Linked DNA regions of Mus musculus: region 2 is linked to region 1. The links are chromatin contacts, called in public HiChIP or PLAC-seq maps. All regions are on one chromosome and are shown on one strand. Each heading gives the region's core, a stretch centred on a gene start, on an enhancer-like site or on the middle of the called end of the contact. The rest is flanking DNA. Distances are from core to core; before and after follow the strand shown.

Region 1 (6,710 bases), core at 2,065-4,564:
TGGACAAAGAAGTCTCTGAAGGTCTGTTCACTCTTACTTTCTTGGGCAGTGAGCATATTCTGTTGGCTGTGTTCTATGTTCTATGGTTTGGTTGATTTAGTTGGTTTTTTTATTTTTTTCTCCTGTTTGTTTGTTTGTTTGTTTGTTTTGAGACAGAGTTTCTCTGTAACCCTGGCTGTCCAAAAACTCTCTGTAGACCAGGCTGGCCTGAAACTCACAGAATCTGCCTGCCTCTGCCTCCAGGCCAACCTGGTGTGCAGGAGGCAGGATTAAAGACATTTACTACTACATCTGGCAGCACCTGCCACAGCTGCCTCCTCCTCCTCCTCCTCCTCCTCCTCCAAAGATTGATTTGTTTGTGTTCACAGGTTCATAGTGCCACATGAATCCCCGCTGTGGAGCAGGCTTCACTTCCCATCAGAAATGATTTCCATACCCTAGTCACTTTTTAAAAAAAAGATTTGTTTATTTAATGTATGTGAGTACGCTGTCACTGTCTTCAGACACACCAGAAGAGGGCATTAGGCCCAATTACAGATGGCTGTGAGCCACCATGTGGTGCTGGGAATTGAACTCGGGACCTCTGGAAGAACAGTTAGTGTCCTTAACCACTGAACCATCTCTCCAGCGCCGCCCCCCCCCCTTTTTTTTTTTGCCAAAATACACATTTTAAACTATACTTCATAGCCAGGCGGTGGTGGTGTATGCCTTTAATGCCAGTACTCTGGAGGCAGCTGCAGATGGTTCTCTGTGAATTCAAGGCCAGCCTGGTCTACAGAGTGAGTTCCACAACAGCCAGGGCTACACGGAGGAAAACCTTGTCTTGGAAAACAATAACAAAAAAGCCCCCCACCCCAAAACCAAACCAAAACAAAAGATATCTTAGTTTTGGAAGCATTGTAATTACATCATTTCCTTCTTTTCCTCTCCTCCTCCCAGCCCCTCCTACATGCCTCTCTCATACTCTCTTCAAAATTCATGACCTCTGTTTTTTAAACTGTTGGTGTGTGTATATGTGTTCCTAAATATATAAACAACTGATAGATTGTGTTTTTATGTAAGCTTCTTGTTAATTGTGAAGGAAGATGAATAAAAATTTATGAACAAAGTGGGCATGCAGGGACGTGCTCATAGTCACTCAGGAGGCAGAGGGACAGAGGTCCTTTTATGGTTGAGGCCATCCTGGGCTACATAGTAAATACAGGTGAACTACAGTGAGACAAACACTGGCAGAAAGTAGATAGATGATTGATAGATAAATGATAGATAGATACATAGATGGATAGATACATAGATACGTAGATAGATAGATTTACAAATAGGCCACTCATGGTGGTTTATGCCTGTAATCCCAGCACTTGAGAGACTGAGGTAGGAGAATGAGTTCGAAGCCAGCCTAGGCTATATATGGAGACCTCCATCTAAAAAAAACAAAACAATAAGAACTTCAAATCTTAGGACCTATCAATTTCTTTTTTTAAAAAAAGATTTTATTTATTTATTGTATGTATGTACACTGTAACTGTTCAGACACCCCAGAAGAGGGCGTCAGAGTTCATTACGGATGGTTGTGAGCCACCATGTGGTTGCTGGGATTTGAACTCAGGACCTTCGGAAGAGCAGTCAGTGCTCTTAACTGCTGAGCCATCTCTCCAGCCCAGGACCTATCAATTTCGTGTTTCAGACAAGATTAGTATGTATAGTGATTATATAATCTTTCCAAGTACCTCATAACTCTTGTTCTTAACAGTAAATACCTTAGTTTCATGGACTGTCATAAACACATACCCCTGTTCTGTTCTTCCTTTCTTTTTTGGTTTTTTTTTTGAGACAGGGTTTCTCTGTGTGGCCCTGGCTGTCCTGGAACTCACTCTGTAGACCAGGCTGGCCTCGAACTCAGAAATCCGCCTGCCTCTGCCTCCCAAGTGCTGGGATTAAAGGCGTGTGCCCCCAAGGCCGGCTTCCCCCGTTCTTTTCTTTTTTCTTTGTTTATTATGTTTTTTGAAATCATCTCATTGGACCCCTGGTTGACTTCAGATTCACCATTTAGCCAAGGTTGGTCATCCTGCCTCCACTTCCCTAGAATGCTACCTTGCCCAGCTTTTTGTTTGTTTGAGACAGGGTTTCTCTGACTGTCTTGGAACTCAATTTGTAGACAAGGCTGTCCTGGAATTCACAGAGATGCCTTTTCTTTCTAAGTGCTAGGATTTAAAAGTGTGTACCACCATGCTTGGCTGACGTTTTTATCTTTTATTTTATTTTATTTTATTTTATTTTATTTTATTTTATCGACACAGGTTCTTGCTGTATAGCCCAGCTGGCTTTGAGCTCACAGTGTAGCCCAGGCAGGCTTCCTGCTTGAGATCATCCAGATTGTAGGTGCTCACCATTACACCTGGAACCTTTAGTACTTTTTGTAGAACGTGCATATGGGTGTTTTGTCTGCATGCATGTCTGTGTGTACCTAGTGTCCATGGAGGCCCAGAAGAGGGCTTGGATCCCCTGGGACTGGGGACTGGGAATCCAACCCTGATCCTCTGGAAGAGCAGCACTGCTCTTAACCACTGGCAGTCTCCAGCCCTGGTACCTCTTACTGAGTTAGGTCTGTCTTCTCTCTTGTCTTCAGCCTTCACCAGCACAGGCTTTGACTGTCACACCTCGCCTGTGTTTAGCCCTGCTAACCCCGAGAGCTCCATAGAAGACTGCTTGGCCCATCTTGGAGAAAGAGTGTCACAAGACCTGAAGGAGCCTTTGCAGAAAGCATTGCAGACGATCCTCAGCCAGTGAGTTGCAGTTGCTGCCGAGTGGAGTGTGCTGCTTCTAAGGCGGCTCTGGGAGTCCAGCGGTCCTGGGTTGGCTGATGGCTGAGGCTTTGCTTAGGCAGTTCTTCACTTTTCCTTCCTCTGAGCTTAAAGCATCTGCTTTGTTTTGGATGCCGGATTTGCCTGGAAGCAGGGATTTAAATATCCCAAAAAGACCTGATGGTTTTTATTGACCTGGTGAGCTGCCAGGTTTCAACAGATGCATGTACTGTGCTATAAACACAAGCCATTGCCCGGTCCCAGTCGCTCTTTGCTTCTGTCCCATGTGGTGCTCATCTGTATCTAGATATGATGTCTAAGCGTTTGTGTACTGGAATGTGTAACTAGCTCATGCTGGTATTTTAGATTTCTGTATTCAGAATTGTAGCTGTATCACAGATACTGTTATCCTTTGGGCAAGTGAAAGTGCAAGCAAGCTAACATAGAACCTCTTCACCCATGGTACGTCTCAAAAGCCAACTTCCCTGATTTTTCAATGAGAATCTTTGAGGAATTAGTAATGACTCATCGGATTAGTATGAGTTGATAAAGATGAGTCACTTAGGGAGAAATTTATTCCTCACCAAAAAGGCTGAAATTCAGACGTCAAGTCACTGTTGTAGTAAGGACAGTCCTTACTCTCTCATGTAGCCAGAGTTGGCCGTGTTTTTTCAGGTAGCAATTGGGGTTTACTTCTGCATATTCTGGTAAAATGAGCAATGAGCAAATATAAAATTTATAATTATACTCAGTGAAATGAAGCCATAGTTGGATTTTCTATCTCAGACACAAGCTTTTAAAACTGTAGAAAGGACAGTCTGAGTGGCCAGGAAATAAGACGTACGCAGGAACTTTGGGGTCATAGTGTGGTTTCCTGAAGTGTTCAGCAGAGCTGCTGTTCCTGAGCCCCTGTGCCCTGAAGAGGAGAAGGCCGGATTCAGCAGGGCTCACTAAGATTCTCTTAGTTCATATATTGTATATATTGAGATTACAAGTTTACAAGTTCTATTTTTTTTTTTTGTCTTGTCTTTTTTGAGTCAGGGTCTCACCAAATTTACAGAGATTCGTGTACCTTTTCCTCCTAAATATCGACTAAAGGCATGTGCCACCACCATGCCTGGCCTTTAAGATGAGTTTTTATTTATCTGTATGCTGATGTCTAGAAGGTCGGAAGAAGGCACTGAGTTCCCTGGACTGAGTTACAGACCCCAGTGTGGGTACTTGGGGACCAAACGGGAGCAGGAAGTTCTCTTAATCTTAGCTGCTGAGTTCTCTCTCCAGCCCCGTCTGTGCAAATCATCTCATTCTTCATATGTCAGTTTCTTCATTTGTTAATTGTAATTTGGCTGCGATATTACCAACTCTCCAGTGAACAGAATGGTATGATTTCAGACAGGGTCTCTCACTATGGAGTCTTAGTGGCCTGGAACTCACAGAGATTCACCTCACCTCTGCCTTCCAAGTGATAGGGTTAAAGGTCTGTGCCACTGTGCCCTGAGTGTGTTTTACTTTTACACAAAGCTGATTTAGATGAATATTTACCTCTCCCAAACCCTGAATAGTGATTAATTATTTTCAAAGTTTGTTGCATAGCAAGTAAAATTTGTTCAGAAGTCTACTTTTGAAAAATTTAAACTCTGATACTAATGCCTTGGAAACAGTGCAATTATTGTACAGGTTGAAGGCAGTTTCTTAAAGTGGAAATGCCTCCTTCAAATGTTTTTGCTAAAGTGGGGAAATAATCTTGAATTCTTTATATGAAATACCTTTGATTTCTAAAGTTACCCCTTTCTTCTCTGCTATTTTCTAAGAGCTCATAAGGGGAAGCCTGGTTAGTCAGCCACTTGCTTCTCTATATATTGAAATATGAATGTTTTAACCTGCTATATGTCCCATGTACATGCATGTGTGTATATATAATGTTGTTGTTTTATTTGTTTGGTTTTTTTGTTTGTTTGTTTTTGTTTTTGTTTTTGTTTTTTTCGAGACAGGGTTTCTCTGTGTAGCCCTGACTGTCCTGGAACTCACTTTGTAGACCAGGCTGGCCTCGAACTCAGAAATCCACCTGCCTCTGCCTCCCAAGTGCTGTGATTAAAGACATGTGCCACCACTGCCTGACCATATAATGTTTTAAATCCTGTTTCATTCTGAAGGATGATAAAGTATGTAGCCTGATAGCAAACCTCCCCTAAGGACTTAAGTGACCCACAGCAGCCCCAACAGTTCAGGGAAGGAAGGACAGACAGGGACTGATGGCCGCAGTAAAGCTTCAGGGAGACATAGGGAGGTGGATGGTATAGGAACTGCTGAAGCCTGAGTTTTGCAGGATTCTCTTATCTAATCCCAAAGCCCCAAATCTTAAAGCCCAAGACCTGTAAAGGAACCCGAGGCACTAGTGAGAATGGTGTCACAAGTTAGAACCATGTGTGTGATCCTCCCTTCACAGCACCGTAGCAGTGAGGTGATGCTGACCTGTACCTGAATGGTACCTGTGTCATCAGAGCTGTTCCTGAGGTCTTTAGTTAGACCAGTGCTGTTCAGTAGATACGGGGCATGTCACATGAAGATAGAACATGACGTTGGTGAAAATTTTAATATATCTTAAATTAATATATTTAAATATTTTAAAAACTCAAACATTATTAGTGAGATATTTCACATTCTTTTTTTAATTGGATATTTTCTTTATTTACATTTCAAATGTTATCCCCTTTCCTGGTTTTCCCTCTGAAAAAACACCCTCCCCCACCCCTCCCTCCCTCCCCCTGCTCACCAATCTACCCACTCCCGCTTCCTGGCCCTGACATTCCCCCAAACTGGGGCATAGAGCCTTCATAGGACAAAGGACCTCTCCTCCCATCGATGTCCGACTGGGAGCCATGAGTCCCATCATGTGTGTTCTTTGGTTGGTGGTTTAGTCACTGGGAGCTCTGCAAGGGGTACTGGCTAGTTCGTATTGTTGTTCCTCCTATGGGGCTGCAAACCCCTTCAGCTCCTTGAGTCCTTTCTCTAGCTCCTCCATTGGAGACCCTGTGCTCAGTCCAATGGATGGCTGTGAGCATCCACCTCTGTATTTGTCAGGCACTGGCAGAGCCTCTCAGGAGAGAGCTCTATCAGGCTCCTATCAGCAAGCACTTGCTGGCATCCACATTCCTTTTTTATTCTTACTGACTCTTTGAAAGCCAGTGTATGTTAATATTTTAAGCATAATAGCCACGTGGCAAAATTTTTTTTTAGCTATGTGTGACATCTGGACATTTTTGTGGTGTATATAAAAATCCTTGACTGAATCCTTGAATCCTTGAAATGGAAGTAGTGTGCTGGTTGGGCCAGATCCAGCTGGGTGTTCACCAGGCATGGTTTTGGGATTTGTAGTCTCTTAGCTTTTTCTAACTTTAGCTTCCTAAGTGATACTATATGATGTAATACAAAATATCAACAGGAAAAGTATCAAACCTTAGCTCCTAGGCCACTGAAGCAGTAGCTACTGCTGTCTTATGCATTCCTCAGCTGAGGGAATCACACACTAACGTGGTCAGAACAGAGCAAGTTTTTGGAATTGGGTTTTAAAAACCTATTTAAAAAACCCCAAGTATCCTCTCACTTTTTAATTTATTTCTCATCTGTTTATTTATGTTGCTTTTGAGGCAGGGCCTCTCCATCACTCTGGCTGTCCTGGAGCTTACTCTGTACATCAGTCTTGACTTGAAACCTCAGGGTTCTGCCTGTCTGTGCCTGAGTGCTGAGACTAACGGTGCATACTGTTAGTACTTTACTCCAGATGGGAAGGATAATTTTATTTTCCAAGATGGTGTTGCATTCACATTAATTGGTATCATGGTTTTTTGTTTGTTTTAATTTTATAAAGGAAAGGAAACAGTACTTAAAGTTCTTTAACAAATTTTAGTG
Region 2 (6,650 bases), core at 3,539-6,038, 240 kb after region 1:
CACCCTAAGTCTCTGCAAAAGTTAAATGTGTGTGGCCTTGTGGATTCCATGGACTCCCGGGTCCCAGGGGAACATGCAGGCTGGCTACAGCAGCTTGGCCAGCCCGAGCAGCTGTACCCCTGCATGAGCGGCGAGCACGGCCCCATCTATGTGGAGGAAGCAGTGAGTGAAGGGCCCTGTGGCTATGTCAGAACACCCCTGCCTGGTTTGACTCTCACATCCGGTGGCCAACACCTTCCCTGACAAATTTTCGAATATAAGACAAAACCACCCAGTGACTTCTGAACTTTCCACCGGGCACCAGACCCCAGAGTTTCTCATCGGGCATGGGATGGGAAGAGAGGGTACAGAAGATGCAGAGGCACCACGTCATCCCCCCCACAGACGGTGGCTGGCCAGCCTCTCAATGCCTGGCAAGGCCTCAAGACTACATCTGACAGGGACTCCAGACTTGGGTTTCACAGGTCCTGGATGGCTTGGCTCTGAAGAGGCAGGTCAGTAATAACGAAGCCGAGAAGGGCCCCGGGGCAAATCTACAAAGGCTCAGAACACTTACAAGGAAGGCAGAGAGTGTTTAGGGAAGTGGAGGGGGTTTGCTCACTCACTGCAGTGGGCCATCCACTTTACACTCAGAGGACACTTCCCTTCCCTTCCGCGTCCCTTACCTGAGCAGAATCACATCCCATGGAGCTGTGCAAGCAACTCAGAAGGAACCACGGACATGCAGCTCAACACCCCATTTCTCCATTCAGTCTTTTTCTCCCCTCTCTGTGTGGCCCTGGCTGTCCTGGAACTAACTAACACTGTCTGTCTGTCTGTCTGTCTGTGTGCGTGTCTGTCTCTCTCTCTCTCTCTCTTTCTGTGTGTGTGTGTAGACCAGGCTGGCCTTGAGCTCAAGAGATCCACCTGCCTCCACCTCCAGAGAACTGGGATTAAAGGCGTGTGCCACCACTGCCCAGCTTGGGTTTGGTCTATCTAAAGTAGCAGAAAGAGAATCATTTTGGCCCAAGTCCAAAATGTTAGGATCCCGCCCCCCACATACTTTATTTCCAAAGCAAATTACTGACACTTACTGATAGTTTCTGCTTCTCAGACAAAGCCTGGAGAGGGCACATCTTAGAGAAGATCATGTTCCATACTGAGATGCAATGAAAGAGAACAGAGAAAACTACGCCAGCTCTCAGGTGCACATAGTTCCCTATGGAGTGGCATCCCGGCGAAGCGGGAAGCGACAGCAGGAGCCATGTGAGAACTCAGCGGTTCTCAACCTGTGTGTCTGTGTGTCGCAACCTCCATGGAGTCGATTATCAGAAATCTACATCATTATTCACGACAGTAGTAAAATTAGTTATGAAGTAGCAGCAAAGATAATTTTATAGCTGGGGGTCACCACTATAAAAGGCCGTGTATTAAAGGGTTGCAGCATTAGGAAGATGGGGAACCACCGCTCAAGTTCAAGACAGTAATAGCAGGTGACCCTCCCTCTAGGCTGCTGCTTGTCATGGCGGGACCAGTGAGTAGTAGGTGGGATACAGGAGAATCAATCCTGCCATTAGGATTGTTAGCATCCACTCCTGTGATGAGCGTCTCTCCGAGGATGGCAGCCATCTAGCAAGAACAGCTACGGGAGGCACAGTAGCGTCAGAAACAATCAGACTACAGTTCCACATCCATGCTAAGTGCCCTAGCGCTCTGTACCGTGGCCAAGGAGCACTGTCTTATCTTTTGATAAATCTGCACTGAGGCATTTTGAATAGAGAGGCACAATGAATGGTAAAGTAACCGGAGCAAACGGGAACAATGAGATCTAATACATACATCTAGATAGCAGGCAGTGGGACTCTCTACTGCTTGCTGCTCTTGTGGCTTCTCCTGACTGGGAAGCGTTGACAAAAGACCCGCCCCCCAAATAACTCCAAGGGCAGCCCCAACCAAGTTACAGCAGGTCCTATTTTGCAGTGCACCTAAAACCAGGGTAGCAAAAGAAGCTGACAGGCAAGGAGGCATGCGCAGGGTGACGTCAGAGAGGCACCTGGCAGCACAGACAGGACTCTGCTCCCCCTGGGCTTTCCCCAGCAGTGGCACATGCTCTTGGCACATGGAAATAGAGCCAGCTTTACCAATTGGGTCCGGAAGCACCTACTCAGCAGCTCCTGCCTTGCCTGGGCTCCTCCCTCTCCTCCCTGCTATCTAATCAGAATCCTCTTTCCAAAGGGTCTCTGGCATCAGGTCCCTTCCTCTTTATCTTCAATGCCAACATCCTGGCCCAGTCCTTTGTCATGTTACATCTGATTCCCCAACCCCCACTCCCTAGACAGGGTTTCTCTGTATAGTCTTGGCTGTCTGGAATTCACTCTATAGACCAGGCTGGCCTTGAACTCAGCGATCGGACTGCCTCTGCCTCCCAAGTGCTGGGATTGAAGGTGTGCGCCACCTCTGCTGGGCTACATCTGAATTATTACCAACTGCTGGGGGTGGACAAACTCCAACCAGTGGCCAAATCCAACCTCCAAGTAAGACGCTTTTTTTAAAATATATTTCAAGGATTGAGGGAAACCCAGACAAGACTCATTCTATAATTGATGAAAGTTACATAAAAATTCCTATTTCATAAATTACAGCGTCAATGGCCTATAGCCATGCCCACCGGCTCTGCATTATCTCCAACACCTTTCACAATATTCCTGAAAGGCTGTCTCTGGGTATGGGTGTGGGAGTGGGGGACTCCCAGTGACATGCAGTCCTGCCCCAGCTGCATGTGGTGGGAAATCACCTCAGTACAGAAGCAGAAGGTTGACAGGGGTGGGGGCTTTACTGAGACAGCTTTTGAGAGGCCATTACCCACACTGAAATGGAACTATATAGTGATGCCACTGTTTTGAGATGACCCATATTCCTATAGTAAACCCAGTGTACTCCCAAGACGACACAGAGAGCTTTCTTGAGTGGGTCGTTGCCTCTCTATCTGGAGACAGTCAGAGTCTGTCAGACAGTGTCACAAAGACAGAGTGGAGGAGCTGCACCAGAGAGCACCCAGCTCCCAGAAATGAGAATGCTCCCTTCAGAAAGTGACTCCTTCCACAACAATCTTGCTCTCCCATCTCTCCCCCTTTACCTGACTTTCAACATGATTTCCACGCTGTTACTCAGGGCGAATCCCACCTCCATAAACTGTCTATAGAGTGCGATGAGGCAAACCCAGGCCCTGGGGACAGACGGGCTCCGTGTGCTTGCTCATGGCTGCTCTCATCTTTTAGAAAGCTCTTCTCAGCTGGCCACTAGCCTGCCTTTCAAGGCTCTGGGAAGAACTCCTGGCTCCCTTTCCTCAGCTCCTATGGCACCTACATTTACACTCGCTCATCACGGCTCTTGCTCTTACCACACTGCAAGGGAGTCATCTATTTGTGTGTCTGTCTCCCTGGCTACACCAAGATTCCACAGGGAGAGAAACGCATCTTACTCACCTCCAAGCACCCAGGCAGAGCCTACCACAGTGGTTCAGACTCACTGGTACTGAGCTCAGCAACCAGCGAGGAGGGCTGCCCCCCTCACTGCCTATAATGTCCTGGGCTCGCTCTCAACTCTAAGCCACTGCTTTGCATCGCATACCCTCTTCTCTGTGTCGCCCATACATTCTTGGCAATGTGGCCTTACGCTGGAGCCTGGTCAACCTACCAGAGGCAACACTCTTAACTGTCCTTCTTCCCAGGAGCTATCACATCCAATGGCTCCTGAGCTAGGGGTGGGATTTCACATCCACCTCCCCTTGCTATGCCGGGACTTGGTCTGGCTTGAGCTCCCATGGAGCGTGTGCGTGTGCGCGTGCTGTCACAGCTGCTGTGGGTCTGGAAGGGCTGCTGCCCTGCTGTGTCTGCAGGACAGTATTCCTTGTATTTGTTCACAGCCTCTCTGGCTCTTACACTCTTTCTGCCCCTTCTCCAGCAATGATCCCTGAGCCCTGGGAGAAGATGGTGCAGTACAGATGTTCTTGATGGGAGATGGGGGTGGGGGGTCATGGTTGGGTGGAAAGGGAAGGGGATAGGGATATGGGAAGAGTTGAGGTGGGGTGATTATGGTCAAAACAGTGTGCAAAATTCTCAAAAAAAAAGTATGAAAAAAAGCTGAAATTACTAAGTGAGCAAACACTTCTATAAAGAAGACTGAAGGTTTAAAAGGGAGGTGGGTACTCTCTTCTCACCTAAATACTCCTCTCAATGACCTAGGATGCATAGGAATCACACCTTTGTAGGCTAGGGGTCAGTGTAGACCAGGTTCAAGGCGGAGGCATCTCTCTTTTATGTCCTGAGTGTCCTAAGGTGGATGCTGGTTATTTCTACGTCCTCACCTGTGAAGTTCAAATGACGCAGAACTGACCATGCCTGTAAACTCTAAACCAACACCGGGCCCAAGCTGGCTCTCCTCGAGTTAGAGCTGTTTTGTCTTTGTTTTCCCAATCAATGGCCCATACCATTTTTGTATTTACACACACACACACACACACACACACACACACTCATACACACACACATACACACACTCCCAGATATACACATACTCACACACACTCAACTCACACACACTTACAGACACATACACACATACATACACACTCACACACAAACACGGACACACAACCCAGTACAGTGACGAGGCCAAGCGGTGCCATCCATAAGTTAATGAATATATCATTTCAGGAAGTTTAAAAGATTACTAGTAGGACAGAGAATGCTGAGTCACAGGAACAAGGCAGACAGTAATCAGACAGCAAGCAGGAGTGAGAGGCAATTAGCAGGAGCAGGTGGTAGTCAACCTTGGACGGGACAGCCAGGGATGGCCCAAGGACAGCCATAGATGGCCCAGGGACAGGTGAGCTCCTCCTTGCTCAAGCACGTTTCTTATTCAAGATTCTGCACACAAACCCATTCCTGGCTCACTGCACAGCCTGAACCCACACATGCTGTTCCCGAACCGAGAGGAAACCCACAGCCCCAGGCCTACACTCCAAGTTTCAAAGGCACAGGCAAGAAGACCACTGTGTGCTTGCCACGTACCTGGTGGGATTGTGTCTGCCTGTAACCTCGAAGCAGGACTCTCAGGCACCTTCCTGCCCCAATGATCCTGACAAGGAAACCGAGTCCAGGGAGGCTACAGAACACACATGAGGTCACATGCTCCAGTCTGATTCCAGAAGGCACGCTCTTTACCACCACGTAAGCTGGCACCTCTACTCCTGAGTTAGAACCACTATGCATCAGCTGAGAGTCCTCAGGCAGGTCACCTAGCTTCTTCAGGCCCTTCTTCCCAACCCATTCAGTGGACATCACACGGCTATGTATAGTTAGTGTAAGGAGAAAAAAAGATCATAACATAAACACTTCTAAGTAGACACCAGGAGATGGGTTCCCTTTCCAACCCACAGCCTAACTTTTTTTTTCTTTTCAGCCAAATCCCTTGGTCTCCTTTACTGTGGGGGACCTATCTATGCCACTCTTGGTTGCCCTGCCTGCTGCATACATTCAAGTGTTTTAGAGACCACAAGAGCTTGCAAAATAGCCTGGGAAGAGAAAAGGCAGGCAACTGTGTGTGAGCACCATTGGAGAAGCCGGTACAGACAACTTCTGGTGTGCCAATGAATAGTGCATGAGCACAAGGCAGGCCAGCCAGCCCCTGCCAACACAGCATCCACCCTGACTGACAGTCCATGACAGCACCTAGCTCTGCCACACCAGCAAGGCAGGGAAGCTACAGAGGCCAAGTCCAGGGGCCTCTTTGTCTCTGAGGCTGCTTATAGGCATAGCATAAAGAAGTAAAAGCAAGCGAAAGTGACAGGCAAGTAGGAGAGGTGGCTCCCACTGTGATCCCAGGCCTCTGGGAGCTGAGTTCAAGGCCAGCCTAGCCACACAGCAAGACTCTGTTTCAAAAGCCATAACCAAAACAGAGATAGGCCATCATTTGTACCAACAGTGGAAGATCAGAATGCTTGAAAGTCACATACAAACAAAATGTCACCTTCCTAGAGAAAGAATTATGTCACAAAATTCCTTTATTGTGATAAAGTCCACTTCAGCCAAGAAATATAGACAGGCACGAGGAGGGGCACATTTCCATACGATCGCCTTTAAGCCCACCAACACTTCTCTGGGATCGCTGTCCACAGAGAACTCTTCATAAGCAGTATGACCCGAACATGCTCACCACATGGGATCAGAATGCTTGACTTGTTTCCAGGATATAAAAGCAAATTTCCACTAGAGTGGATCTAAAGCGACCCAAAGGTCTTTGAAAATACAAGACTAAACACAAGCAAAACTGTATTCCACTGAGTACACTCGGCAGTAAGAAGTCCAAGGAGGCCTTCATCAGCCTCCAAATATAGCAAGTGACCTCGAAAGATGAGCAGAAGGTGGGGGCTTGGGAGAGCCTGAAACGGCACCGCAAGGCTCCACCCAGGCTCCGAGTCATAGCTGGAACGGTGCTGCAAAGAAGCCCTGGCAGTTCTAACAACAGTTCTAAACCCACAAGTGACCAGTGGAGGCCCTCGTGACCAGGACAGTCAGAACACCTGGGAGAGGGTGTGGCCGGCAGCATGTCCTCTAGGCGTGCTCGGCCACTAGAGTACCTGTCTCTCTTCTTGGCAAGCAGTGGCTGGG

What was found. HiChIP or PLAC-seq counts read pairs in DNA pulled down with a chosen protein or histone mark.
Region 2: a FOXA1 HiChIP or PLAC-seq map of pancreatic cancer cells shows a contact between it and region 1. The contact joins two enhancer-like sites. A contact is called at or near these places in 2 of 115 datasets of contacts at active chromatin or transcription factors (embryonic stem cells and pancreatic cancer cells) and 2 of 9 other capture datasets (adipose tissue and embryonic stem cells).

What each region holds. Positions count from the first base shown.
Region 1 is chr6:120,862,942-120,869,651 of GRCm38.p6, forward strand. It overlaps Bcl2l13 (BCL2-like 13 (apoptosis facilitator)), which reads left to right. Exons shown (of 7, transcript NM_153516.2): 3 at 1-21; 4 at 2,627-2,783. Among named protein-coding and RNA genes, the nearest start is that of Bcl2l13, 30 kb to the left of the region's middle. Within about 2 kb of position 3,315, at least 67 of the 459 cell types and tissues checked have an H3K27ac peak or open chromatin away from gene starts, as enhancers often do. A contact at or near this core is called in pancreatic cancer cells, where this site is marked.
Region 2 is chr6:121,096,638-121,103,287 of GRCm38.p6, forward strand. The region is part of intron 1 of Mical3 (microtubule associated monooxygenase, calponin and LIM domain containing 3); the gene reads right to left. Among named protein-coding and RNA genes, the nearest start is that of Mical3, 31 kb to the right of the region's middle. Within about 2 kb of position 4,789, at least 40 of the 459 cell types and tissues checked have an H3K27ac peak or open chromatin away from gene starts, as enhancers often do. A contact at or near this core is called in pancreatic cancer cells, where this site is marked.